Linked DNA regions of Mus musculus: region 1 is linked to region 2. The links are chromatin contacts, called in public HiCAR-type maps. All regions are on one chromosome and are shown on one strand. Each heading gives the region's core, a stretch centred on a gene start, on an enhancer-like site or on the middle of the called end of the contact. The rest is flanking DNA. Distances are from core to core; before and after follow the strand shown. Region 1 overlaps Sdccag8 (serologically defined colon cancer antigen 8). Region 2 overlaps Sdccag8 (serologically defined colon cancer antigen 8).

What was found. HiCAR-type assays count read pairs that join an accessible place to other places.
Region 1: a contact with region 2 is called in a HiCAR-type map of neural stem cells, with 4 times the contacts expected there. The contact joins two enhancer-like sites. A contact is called at or near these places in 3 of 39 promoter capture datasets (the 3T3-L1 cell line, the C10 cell line and stem cell-derived epiblast-like cells), 3 of 15 datasets of contacts at CTCF or cohesin (the NIH/3T3 cell line, embryonic stem cells and pro-B cells), 38 of 484 Hi-C or Micro-C datasets (B cells, CD4 T cells, the CH12 cell line and 22 more), 8 of 115 datasets of contacts at active chromatin or transcription factors (acute myeloid leukemia, bone marrow-derived dendritic cells, differentiating embryonic stem cells and 5 more) and 1 of 9 other capture datasets (embryonic stem cells).

Annotation. Positions count from the first base shown.
Region 1 is chr1:177,010,559-177,017,061 of GRCm38.p6, forward strand. It overlaps Sdccag8 (serologically defined colon cancer antigen 8), which reads left to right. Exons shown (of 18, transcript NM_029756.3): 17 at 1,331-1,457. Among named protein-coding and RNA genes, the nearest start is that of Gm15423, 73 kb to the left of the region's middle. Within about 2 kb of position 3,878, at least 111 of the 459 cell types and tissues checked have an H3K27ac peak or open chromatin away from gene starts, as enhancers often do. A contact at or near this core is called in cerebellum, cortical neurons and neural stem cells, where this site is marked.
Region 2 is chr1:176,876,722-176,882,690 of GRCm38.p6, forward strand. It overlaps Sdccag8 (serologically defined colon cancer antigen 8), which reads left to right. Exons shown (of 18, transcript NM_029756.3): 12 at 1,269-1,385. Among named protein-coding and RNA genes, the nearest start is that of Gm15423, 61 kb to the right of the region's middle. Within about 2 kb of position 3,635, at least 22 of the 459 cell types and tissues checked have an H3K27ac peak or open chromatin away from gene starts, as enhancers often do. A contact at or near this core is called in cerebellum, cortical neurons and neural stem cells, where this site is marked.

The DNA.
Region 1 (6,503 bases), core at 2,628-5,127, 130 kb after region 2:
CTGCTTTGCAAGAGGTGGCAGTGCTGGGACTCTGAAGAGATAACTCCGGCCAAGTCAAGTGTATGCAAAGAAAGGAAGCCGGGTTTGGGGAACAGGGTATGCCATGCTTCAGTCAGTGTGTGGGGGCTGCCTGTGCTGGATGGAGCCCACCAGAAGCACTCACGACCTGAGGAGAGCCTGAAATGAGGAGGCCTCAGGTCAGCAGCTGCATGCAGGCACCAGCAGGTGTGGGAGCATTTGAAATGATCATGGAGCTCATGACACCCTCTCCTGTGGCTAGGGCTTGCCCTGCAGTGCTGCTCCTGACCTGAGGCAGAGGAAGACTGCACCTCTCCTCCCAGAGAAGAGCTGGGTGGCAGCTACCCTCTAAATTTAACCCAAAGCTCCCTTCCATAGGCACATGTGCTAGTGACTGCACGGGCTGTCTGTGGACAGATGAGGATAATGGCTGGAGGGAATTAGCAAGTCTGGGGAGGAAGGCCTATCAGCAGAGGGACAAATTTAGGATCTTTGAAGACATCTGGTCAGCAGGCCGCAGCCTGTGACTGACAGGGATTAATAATGGAAAGCCCTTAGTTCAGTGTTTCTGGAGCCTCAGCCATCCACATCTAGGGCTGCAATCTGCCCAGTCGCAGCCGCTTCCCTGTGGACAGTGGAGGATTTAGGCCCCTTATTTTTTCTCTCTTGTGAGTCTGAGGCTCCAGTCTTCTGTACTCAACTGTCTGGAGTGTTTTCTAGTCAGAAGTGTGTTGAGGGGCTGATGCCTCCCCTGTCATGTGCTGGAAGGTATCCAGCTTAATACGTGCTGGTCAGTGGCCCCAGAGCTATGGCTAACCTATTGCACCTTGGTACTCTCTCAGGAGCTTCCAGCTTCACTGTCCCACAGTGGTTCCTGTTTGAAGGCTTTGTTCCCAGTCCCCAGTGCTACGTGAAGGTGCTGGAACTTTAAGAGGAGCCTAGTAGGAGGAAGTTGGGTTATTAGGGGTTTGATCTTGAATTTAGTCCTGAGACATTGGCTTCCTCTCTCCATATCCTATCCTCCTTGCTGTGAGGACTTTCTTTACCACAAATGCCTAAACAAGGAACACGGCCTTGCCACAGACCCAAGCAAAGTGCTACAGCTAAGGAGTCAGGGGCTCAATGTAGTTAGCCAGTCACGGGCAGAAACTCATGAACACATAAGCCAAAGTAAGCCATTTCTTCCCCAAGTATTTTGTCATAGCATTGGAACGTCAACACATATAACCGATGGAGCTAACACCTGTCACTGTCCTCTCTGCTCTCCGAAGCAACCAGCTCTCAGAACTCATCTCAGATTCCTTTTCTGCAGACTCAGGCAGCTGGATAAGCACGGCCAGGCTACAGCGCAGCAGCTGGTGCAGTTGCTTAACAAGCAGAATCAGCTTCTCCTGGAGCGACAGAACCTGTCTGAGGAAGTGGCCCGGCTGCGAGCGCAGGTAGGGTGGGAACCTGTCTGAGGAAGTGGCCCGGCTGCGAGCGCAGGTAGGGTGGGAACACACACAGGGACCTCTGTGGGCCAGGCTGAGGGCAGCCGTGGGCCGTGTGGGAGCACGAAAAGCCCACTATAGCTCAAGGGGGCCCAGGGCTGCATGGCAACACAGATTCTCTCCTTCCCCCTTTCTAGGCTGCAGTGTCACAGGCCCAAATCCCTAAGAATCACATAGGTCAGGTCATAAGCTGGGAGAGTTATGCCAAGCATCAGACTCAGGCACATGGATCAACCCAGGCATACCAGAGGCAGCCACACCATGCAGGAACACTGGTGGGGAAGACTAGCGGGAAAGAGGAAGAGCAGTGCTCAGGCCCAACATGTGGAGGAGGCAGCTGTGAACTACTACTGAGGACTGAAGGACTTTAACAGTAGAAGAAAGGGGTGCTCGAAGATGGGAAGGTCTCATGAGAGTAATCAGATGACTTAGCCCAAATAAGTATCTATCTAAAATATGTGCTCACTCTGTCCAGTTAAGCAAGCCAGCAAGGCTGATATTATTGTCTCCATTTTGCAGATAGGGAAACTGAGGCTCAAACAAGCATATTCAGCTAGCAAATAGGGGCACAGCAAATGGAACCTAAGTCTGACTCCAGAGCCCAAGCTGTCCCCATTCAGGTTAGATAATGGCGGAAAAGAGCCCAGGTAAGTTGGACGGGTGGCACAAACTACTGTTCTTCTCAGCAACTTCTCCTCACATCAGAGAGGCTCTGGGGGTTTTGCCCCATTAAGCAATCTGTGAAGATAAGGATGTATACGGGTGCTTGCAGTGGTTAGTGGGGAAGCCTCTGGAAGTGAAAGGAAAAAAGACCATTTCTTATTCTCCATTCGAAAGGACCTTGAGCTGACAATCTTGACCTGCCTTGAACTCTGCCTATTCAGTCCTGTAAATTGCTTCAAGTTCACAGTTGTGAAAGATCCAAACTGGACACTGGGCAGAGGGCTCACACAATGGTAGAAGTATGCACTGGAGGGCTAGAGGGCACAGGTCAGCAGGGTCTGACAATACACTGACCACTATCTGGAATGTGTGTAAAACACCCAGTTGTGGTGGCTCCCGACACTCCAGGCATGTCTGGAAGCAGAACCCAGGCACCTCCATTTATACGCTATTGGGGTAATTTGTAAAGACAGAAAGAACCTCTTAGTTTGGAATTGTAGCCAGAAACAACTCCGTTTGAAAACCTTGGCCAAGGCATCCATGGCTCTCCTGAGCTTCTGTCCTCATCTGCTGCATGAGAATTAAGAGAACTGGGCATGTTAGGGTAGTGGTTTGCTCAGTGGGATCTTAGGAACTTGGTAGCCTGAAGTGCCCCATACTTGAGGTCACTCTCTCCCCTTCCTGAGAAGTTCCCATGGAGCCAGCAGTGACACCACCATCTCTACTGTGCTCAGGGCTCAGTGCAGAGTCCATCTCCTAGAGGAGGAACTGGATTTTGGTCATAACCCAGGTCTGTGGGCAGGTCCAAGGGAGATTTGGTTCATCAAAGTCCAAAGTCACCAGAGCCACCTTTGGTAACTAGGCTATTGTGACATATGATGGACTGGGATCTATGGCATGGTGAGCTTTGCCTTTGGACTAATCACCACCCTTTTTTTATGGCACACACAGATCTTAACATGGAACACGTATTTTTAGAAGCCTTTTCCTGAGTTTTAAAAGCTTGAGAATTTCCAAATTCACTGCACTTAAAAGAATATTGCAGGAAAAAGGTCTTCCTTTGCCAGTGGCAACACAAATGACTTGTCTACCCCTTGCTGTCTGGAGCATCTCTGATGGGGCTTTTTTATATTGAAATTCTACCCTGCGTGTTATTTTAAGATGACCACGGCGAAAGAAATTTGGCAGAGGTAATGGCTCCCTGTTGCAAATGCTGGGAGCAGTTGGAGGTTTTGCAAGCTCTTTGCACAGTCTCTAACCCAGTCCACTCTGGCACAAGTGTTACACTGGTCTCCATGTGCTGGCACTTGGTGGCCTGGGACTAATGTGAATCATTTTTTTGCCCAAAATAAACCTGAATTGTAAACTGATTTTTAAATGTGGAATCCTTGAAGTAAGCAAGTCAAAGTTTGACTGACTGTATGTATCTGGTTGGGGAAGAGGCTCCTCAGCGCTATGGAGGGAAAGGCTGTGCTCTGACCTGTCTCCACCTGGACTTCTGGGCATCTGAGGCTTATAGATGCCTTTGTGTCCAGTGTGGCAGTGGTGTGGCTGAAGGCCTCCATTTTCTCTGCCTGGATGAATTAAGCATAATAGCTTAATTTTGCATGTCAAACTCTGAAAATCTCTGTCTGCTCAGAACGCAAAAGAGAGTGGGTATTTTCTGACCCAGACAGCTGCTTGGGAGCTTAGTCACGTCCTTCAGATTGGCTCTATTTCCTAAGCCCTGGCCTGCTCAGAGAAAGAATGGTGGCCTCCAACAGGAAATGCCTTGTTTCTAAGCCTTGATTATTCTAAATGGCTTCTGTTTAGATTTGAGTCACACACAGTCTCTTGCCCATGAAGGGAACCTGTCCTGGTTGTAAGTGACTATGTACCAATGCCACTTTGGGCTGGAGAGCTTACACAGCTGCCATGTGGTAGGAAAGTGACTATGCAGGGTGCAGGGTAATCCTCCAGCTGGTTTATAGTATGCTCCTTCCTCAGGATTGACTAAAAATGGTGGCTTTCCTAACTTCTTCACTTACACTGGAAGGATGTGGACATGACCGTGCTGTCTTGGTCTTACCCTGGCGGTAGCCCTCTCAGCCTGACTCTGATATGAGAGCTGGACTAGATCCCTGTTCTCTCTCCTTGCCTGACTTGCCAGAGATGCCATAGTGGTAGTGTGGAGGTGGCTTGTGGGTAAGGACCATGGGGCCCAGGGGCAAGGCTTGACTGGGCAAAGCTTGGAGCAGAGTTGGGGTCAGAAGCCTAAACCCAAAGAGTAACATCTGGCCAGGAAGGGTGGGGCCAGCTGGCGAGGAAATTGTGGATTCTGTTCCTGGGGAGGATGGGTCTAGGAGAGGGAAGAGAACAGAAACGCTCTGTCCAGTGGGAGGGCTGTTTCTTCCATCAAGATGGGCTTGAGTTACTTACTGGGTAATGACTCTGGTTTCAGCTGCCTGGCATCCTGCAATAGCTGTCACCCTGAGCAGCCTGCCTGTTCAGTCCTCAGCATTCAGTCTGGGGAGGGATTCCCTTTGAGTCCCTTCTTATGAATCACTCACAGTTTAGAAAACAGAGTCGGAAGCTGCCGTGTCAGTGGTTAATCAGTTGGCCCTATGACTTTTAAGCATTCTTGGCAGAGAATGTACTTTCTAATTTGATTTAAAGTTGTGCAAGGATCGAGCAGCCATATGTGATTATATTCAAGATCATCGACATTATCTCATTACATCCAAGGACTCATTGAATAGAGTTGAAAATAAGCATGAGAGGCAAATCCTAGGGAGGGGTGGAGAGGCCTGCTTGTGAGTAGAAGCACACACAGGATTGAGTCTGGAGATGGGCAGCTCAAGTGAGGGTAGCCCAGACCCACTGGCTGGTGGGGAGTGGAGAGACAAAGTGGGGATCTAGAGATGGTCACTCTTATCTTGTCCTTTCTAGAGCCCAGGGGCTTTGCCTAGCTGACTTCAGGGCCCACACACAGTTAACTACCTGCAAGACAGATGGTGTCTTATGAATGGAACAGAAAATAGACTAAATAAAATAATTTACAAAGCCTCCTCCTGAACCAGGATTTTTTGGAAAGAATTCTAAATAGATGAAAACAAACAATTTGATTTCAACCAAATTGTTGTTTTTTTGTTTTTATCCTGATTTTCACCCGAATTGTCAGTCTCAAAAATAAACACTGATACATTCCCAGAAAATATTTTTCAAATAAAAACTGACTCTGTTAAAGTTTGCCCTGATTCTTTCAAAACTGTGTACAAGACACTGTCAACCAAAGTGACTTGCATATTTTTTTAAATCAACTTGAACATATGCAGCTACGATGTCATTAACTCCCTGCTGCTGGGTGTTTTTAGAGAATGACATAAGACCCTGGGCTGCATTTCTAACATAATCACGGGGAAGTCATGGGGACCTCCCCAAGCAGCTGAAACAGCACACAGCTTAGCAGTTCATCTAGGCGCCTTGTTTGCCACTAATACTGAGGAGCACACTAGACTTCACCTAAGAGGCCTGTTCTAAGAGCTCCCTTTGTCCAAGGCTGTGTACTTCCAGAGTAGGCATGGTGGGTAAAAAATGTTGAATTTTACATTGCTTCAGATGCATTGCTCCTCTTTCTGCTTTCTGAGTTAGACATTATATTTTGCAATATAAATTCACAATCAAGTTTTTAAAGGGAGCTAAATATTTTAATCCAATTAGACAAGTGAACAAAACACTGAATATTACATGCAGTGGAGATAAGTGGTTCTTGCCTTTAAAAGACTGCAATTCCGTCACATTACAACCCCAAATGTCAATGTTGTCTTCATTTGTAACACTTTCAAACACAAGGCAGCCAGAGGCTCCACTCTGCTGGTAGTGACACTGTCTGTCCTTTGGGAATTCTTAAAATTTATTTCCCATGGAAATATGATTCACATAAAACAAATACCTGCCCCTTTGCAGAGAAAGTGGTTGGGAGCCAAAATAATGACACATGCCGCTGGAGGGGCTCTGGTGATGAGATGCATGCGTAGAAGACACTTTGCAGGTGCTCCTGCAAGAGCATCCGTGTCTCTGGCCCATCCAGAGCTGCCTCCCATCCCTTGAAGTCCTGCTTTGTCTGAGGACAGCCTCTCTGCCCTGTCCACTTTCCCCTGGCTCTGGCTTCTGAAGAGGCAGCAGAGCCAGGCCATCCATGGAAGGGACCACAGCTGTCTTCAAAATCTCAGACAGGTGGTCAGCAAGGAGTCACTTGTTTATGGTGACTTGTGATTTCTGCCTTGCTTCATAGCTGAAAGTGGCCAGAATCTTGGTATTCCTACCAGAAACTCTGGCCTATGTTGGGGAGAC
Region 2 (5,969 bases), core at 2,385-4,884:
TGGTGCGAGCATTTCTGATGCCCATGGAGCAGCATTGTTGGCTGTGTTTCTGTCTTGTCAGAGCTTTGGAACTCTGCTGCCTTTATTGTTTCTAGAGAGCTTTTTATCTGAGCAAAGGGAGGCATGTAGGTTACATACTTTACTATAGTTTAATACTCAAGAACAACAAAACTTTTCAAAGCTTCTAAAACTCATTTTTTAAGAAATGCCAAATTGAAAAGTTTCAGGCAGGAATAACCATTAGATAACATGCAACCATTAAAAGGCAGATCTGAAAGTCAGAGAAAGCGTTGTGATGTAACTCAACTTTCTACAGGTTCTCAGTTATAGCAAAGGCTCATCGTTTCTTTATTTAGATTTTCCTGATAATTCTATTTCTCAAATATGTTTCTCCGTGTGAGTGACCTGGACTAAAGAAAAGTAAATTACATACAGAATAGTTTGCAGCATTTTAAAGGTGTTATATATATTATTTAATAATATCACAGTTATTTCACTTCTAATGTATATTTCCTCTTATGTAGACTGCTACAGTTATAATTGTAGAGCATGCTTAAAGCCAGCATATGACTTTTACCAGAAGTTATTTTATGGTATTTAGGTCACATTGCATACCTACAACAGTGTGGTTAATGCTGGCTGTATGGTTTATAATAAATGCTGGTATTGTACACCTGAACAGCAACAATATAGTTTATTAGCAAAAACTGTCCTCACAAAAATTTTCTTAAAATCTTAGCTGAAGTTTTTTAAAAGATATTTTATAATATAGAGAGAATGACCATCTGTGTGAATAATAACAGACTTTAACTGTTTTAATTACTGATTTTAGCTTGCGTGATTTCAGATGATAGTGCCTTTCGTTGAAAATATTCATTTGAAACTGTTTTATATAATATAATCCTGAAAATTAACTTCTATTCCTTAGTTATACATTGCATTATTTTATAGATTTTGATTGATTTTGAGAGGGTAATGAATGTACATTGTGGCATTCATGCAACTAAAAAGACAACTTGAAGGAATAAGTTTCCTCATTCCAGGCATGACCTTTAGATTAACTCAGGTAATCAAACTTGGTGGCAAACATCGCTAGCCATTTCTCAATGCTTCCTTATACTGCCTCCAAAATCTTAAACCATATTCAAGTCTTAGAAAAGTTTTGGTGTACTTTATCTGTGTGTCCTCTAGGGGGCACCAAAGGATCTAATTGTAGATATTTCTCTGCTGATTCCAGAGGCTACTGATCTGTTTTTACAATCTAACAGGTGTGTGGAGAAATGCGCTTTCAGTTGAATAAAACCAAAATGGAGAAGGATGAGGTGGAAAAGGAACACAGAGAATACAAAGCAAAGTCTCACAAGGATCTTGAAATGAAAGTCCAGGTAAGGAAGCACGCTGGCACAGTCAGCTGTGAGCTGTTAGTAACATGTTTTCTGAAGTTGCTGTGGTTTTATCCCTAAGGCACTATTTCTCTTATAATGTTTCTAACTAATGTAAGGACCCAGTTCATACTATTAAAAGAATTTCATTTATAGACGCCTGACATGAAGTAGTGAGAATCAACTGCTTGCATATGAAATTCCAATTTGACAGTTCATAAATATACATTTGGATATGTATCTATTACTTAGAAAAAGTTTTAAAAAATGTTCTAATGCACAGTTTGAACCTAAAATATACGCACATAAAGTTCTTGAAAGATGCCAACTTGCATCCAATTTTAAATGAGAAACTTTAAAATTTGTAAGATGAGATGAGTTGATATGTAAATATGTCAATCAAATTGATTGTTGGCAGAGTTGGACCAGTTTTAACTACGATAGCCATGAATCTGTGTGCTCAGGAAGCCTAAATACAGTGAAATTAGAAATGTTAGGGAAAATGCTACTCGCTTCAATTTCAGTTTGAACAGATGTTTTATGTTATAACTCTGTTGAGATTGTATAGATACTCCAATTTTAATTGACTCTGGGGAAAGCTTTTAAAGAGAACGTTCTGGCAGATTGACTTTTGATGTTCTATTTTTATGTTACATTATAGGCCATTGAAGGTTTGCATTCTTTACAGCCAAGAAAAGCAGATTGTGTATTCTATTAAAATAATATGACTGAGGTATCAGTATCAATAATTTAGAGATATCCGTACAGTTCAGAAGTAGGTGACTCCAGATAATTTTACAACATATTTCTAAGCAAGGCTTTCTATCATATTTTCAACATATTTTCCCTTTCAAGCCGTCAGCTGTTGATGACAAATGACATAAATGCAATGGGGAAAGTATTAAATATGGAAGTGCTAATGAAGCCCTGTGCAGAATACTTCAAATCACAGCCGAAACCCAGACAACCAGAACAAAAGTAGTTTTTATATGAGTAGATGCAACTTTATGATGAGTTCTACATCTTAGAAGATCTTTCCATATTAGCATGTACTGATTTTATTTTGTCCAGTTGGGGGCGTCCCTGATAGTAGAATGGAAAGTTCCCTCAGTCAAGGATTGAAAGCCTAGGACTCCTAAGCAAGTGGAGTGCTCTCTTCCTTCTGATATCCTACAGGGTTTTGCAGTCAGGTTGGCACACTCTGTAATATTAAATATCTTTTGAGTTATTATACTGAACTACAGAAGTATAATATTTCCTACTAATAGAACACAGAAGCAAAGAGTTTGGGGATGATTTAAAATCACATTATCATGTTTAGCAATACAAAAAACAAAGCAAAACCCTACAGTAACAAGAGTGAGTGTCTTAGGAAATGAATAACCTAGATTAAATCCCTTCTAGTGTCTGTTTCTTTAGCATGCTGTCTTCTTAATCAGCCCATAATGCTACAAAGGCTGAAACTGAAGGAGAGCGTCCGTGCTCCCTGGTGGACTGAAATACTAAGTTTCTCTGGTCATCTTTAGTGGTGCCGTTGCGGTGAAGCTGTACCCTCGGGGAGGACCCAGTTTGTAGCAGTAAACCTGTGAGGGTGAGGAGAGGTTTGCATGCTCCTGTTTTTTCCTGGAACAGAATGTGAGGAGAGTTTGTAGGTGCTCTTTGTAACTGGTTTGTCCTGAACAGACAGTTTCAGACGTAGTCGCTTCTCATTCCCTGGGTGATTTGGAGCAGCAAAGCAGCAGTTGTTCTTTGGTCTCTCAGCCATGACCTGACCTTCTGTCTGTAAGTCCGAAGAGTTATTTAGCTTGGCCACCATCTGCACCCAGGAGAGAAATTTACATTTAGCTTTGAAAAGCTGGACATGTCAAGCACTTATCTGCAATACCTACCATGATATAAAACATATTTAATTTTAAAGCCTTGTGTATCATACAGTCATCATAACCAGGAGACTGTCTCTTGGGTTGCAAACAGGTGTTCCCCATAATGCATCATTTTATTCATATTTTAGCTAATCTGGCCACTTGGTAGGTTTTGAAAGTAGGTGGGAAACTGAGCTGGAATGTGGTGAGCACAAGAGCCTCTTTGATGTATACACAGCCGGGCAAATGCTTGACCACTGGAATGATTTTCCTCACGACCTGAGCCTTGACTCTGGCATAATTAGAAAGAAAGGTTAGAGGGGGAACAATGGCTGTCTCTTCCGCCCACTTTCTTCTTTTCTTCTTATATTGTGTCAGGACCCATGGGTGAATTACCCTTCCCATCAGCTCTTTTGTATCGCTCAGGCTTGGAGAGCTGCTGTCAGTCTCAGGGGCTGCTTCTGCACCACGGAAAACAAAAGGCATTTTGTGTGCAGATTGGGAACTTTGTGCCTTGATTTATTTTCTTTTTTTTTTTTTTCTTCTTTCCTTTCTTTGCTTCTTTTTACTTTCTTTCTTTTTTATATAAACATCAGGTACACACACACACACCCCATCAAGGAACTTAAAAGCATATGAGACAAAAGGAACATTATAAACAACCTGTGCATTTCCAGCACTTAGATTCAGTGTGTGTCAATCTTGTCCCACCAGTTCACAGTTTTTTTCTTAACTTCACCTCATTATCATATTTTTCCATCTTAATTTCTAATTTTCCTTTCTCATTGTCTTTCTCTACCTCCTCTCCTTTCACAAAAATATTTAAAACAAATCTCAGATATTTATTATTTTACCTACAAATATGTTATTGAAGGAAAGGCTCATATTATCATATTGTTACTTTGAAGAATATTAACAATAATTACTAGCAAATAGCATGAAGCTTATGTTGACATTTCTTTTTCTCAAAAAGTGTTTTGTAGTTGGTTTATTCCAAAATGTAGAGCAGGTGTGTCTTTGTCTGTTCAAATGGTGCAGTACTGTCTTCTTTAAAAGTAAGTGAAAAGGACACTTGGTAAGCATGTTAGCTTTCTTTATTAGGTTTCCCTCTGAAGGCTTTGTGCTCCGTACTGTGCCGGTCGCCCTGCCAGAGCTGCACCTTCGTCCTCTGATACACTGTGAGCATGTGGCCGGGTTGTGCCTTTGTGTCTTCTCACGTTCCAGAAGGGGCCAGAAACTCTGAAATGCAAACTGCATCATTTCAGAGTCCTGTATTTCAGGTTCAGGAACTTTCAGGAAACTCTGGCTACATTACAGGGTTAGCTCATTTGAAATGAAAGATGCATCTTTGGAATTTTCTTTGTTAATTTTGAATTAAATAATTGAGTCTCAAAGATATTTCTTTGTTGCCTCTCGCCTTTGATCAGGGTCCAGGGCAAGTAAAAAACAGAAAAGAGAAATGTGTTGATAAAGGTACTCGTAGCAGGCTTTGCTCTCCTTATTCTTCAGTCTCTTGTGCTCCTCCTTTTCTTCCTCCTCCCCCCAATCATCGTATTTTAAATTTGTTATGTGACTTAGGGATGTATAAAGCACAAGGGCACATATAGAGGTGGGATGGGGAGGCATGATCCAGAGAGGCCAGAGCATCTGAGGAAGCTGTTCATTGTCTGTCTGAGCTCTGAAGCTGCAAATGATAGCTTAGGAGAATGTTCTGAGAGTAGGGCACACTGACAGACTATGGTGATGGGAGACCCTACCAGAACATTTCATTGGTTTTGTGACTTGCTTTTGCGTCGAAGAGATAGATGAAGCAATGTGTACTGTACTACACAAAGTTAATGTGTGTGTGGTAGAATGAAAGAAGCCAGTTTCGTGGGGCATCTGTAAAGCCTGGTGCCCGTTGAATAGTGAAAAAAATTGTTTGTGGAATTAAACAAGATAGCGAAGAATATAGTCTGAGAGACTGCTTTGAAAAGTGTGGCACATTGAAATTATCCAGGTTGGAAGGCAGCAGAGTTGGGAAAGCAGAATTTGCCTTTGTTCCTTTTGATGACCATAACAGAGCTGCTAAATGTTGTTCAGAAATACCACACTGCCAGTGAGCATAATTATGAAGTGAGAAGGGCTCTTTGTAAACAAGAGATGCAGTCTGCTGATCACAGAGAGGTTGGGGGGGGGCTTCCTACTTAATGGAGGAAACCTGGGTGTTGGGGGGTCGTGGTGGTAGTTTTGGTTGTGGTTAGAAACCTTGGTGGAAAAGAAGGCTATGGTGGCAGAGGTGGTAGTTATGGAGGTCGATACAATGTATTTAGAGATGATGGTGACAGCTATGGTGGTAATCCTGGCTATAGATAGAGGAGACTAAGGCGGTGGTGGACCAGGATATGGAAACCAAGGTGGTGGATATGGTGGTGGAGGAGGCTGTGGTGGGATTATGATGGAGAGAATTTTTGGTGCAAGTAACTCTGGTGGTGGAGGAAAGTATAATGACTTTGAAAATTATGATGGACAACAGCTATCAAATTGTGGGTCCATGAAGGGGGCATGGTTGGTGGAGGATGCCCAGGCAATCCCTATGGTGACAGCTATGGATCTGGCTGTCGAAATGGTGGATCTGCTGGCAGAAGGTCTAGCAAACAGCAGAAAATGGCTATAGTTCTTAGAAAAAGAAGGTGGAGTTGCCAGGAAAGCTGCAGGTTACTTTGAGACAGCCGTCCCAAATGCA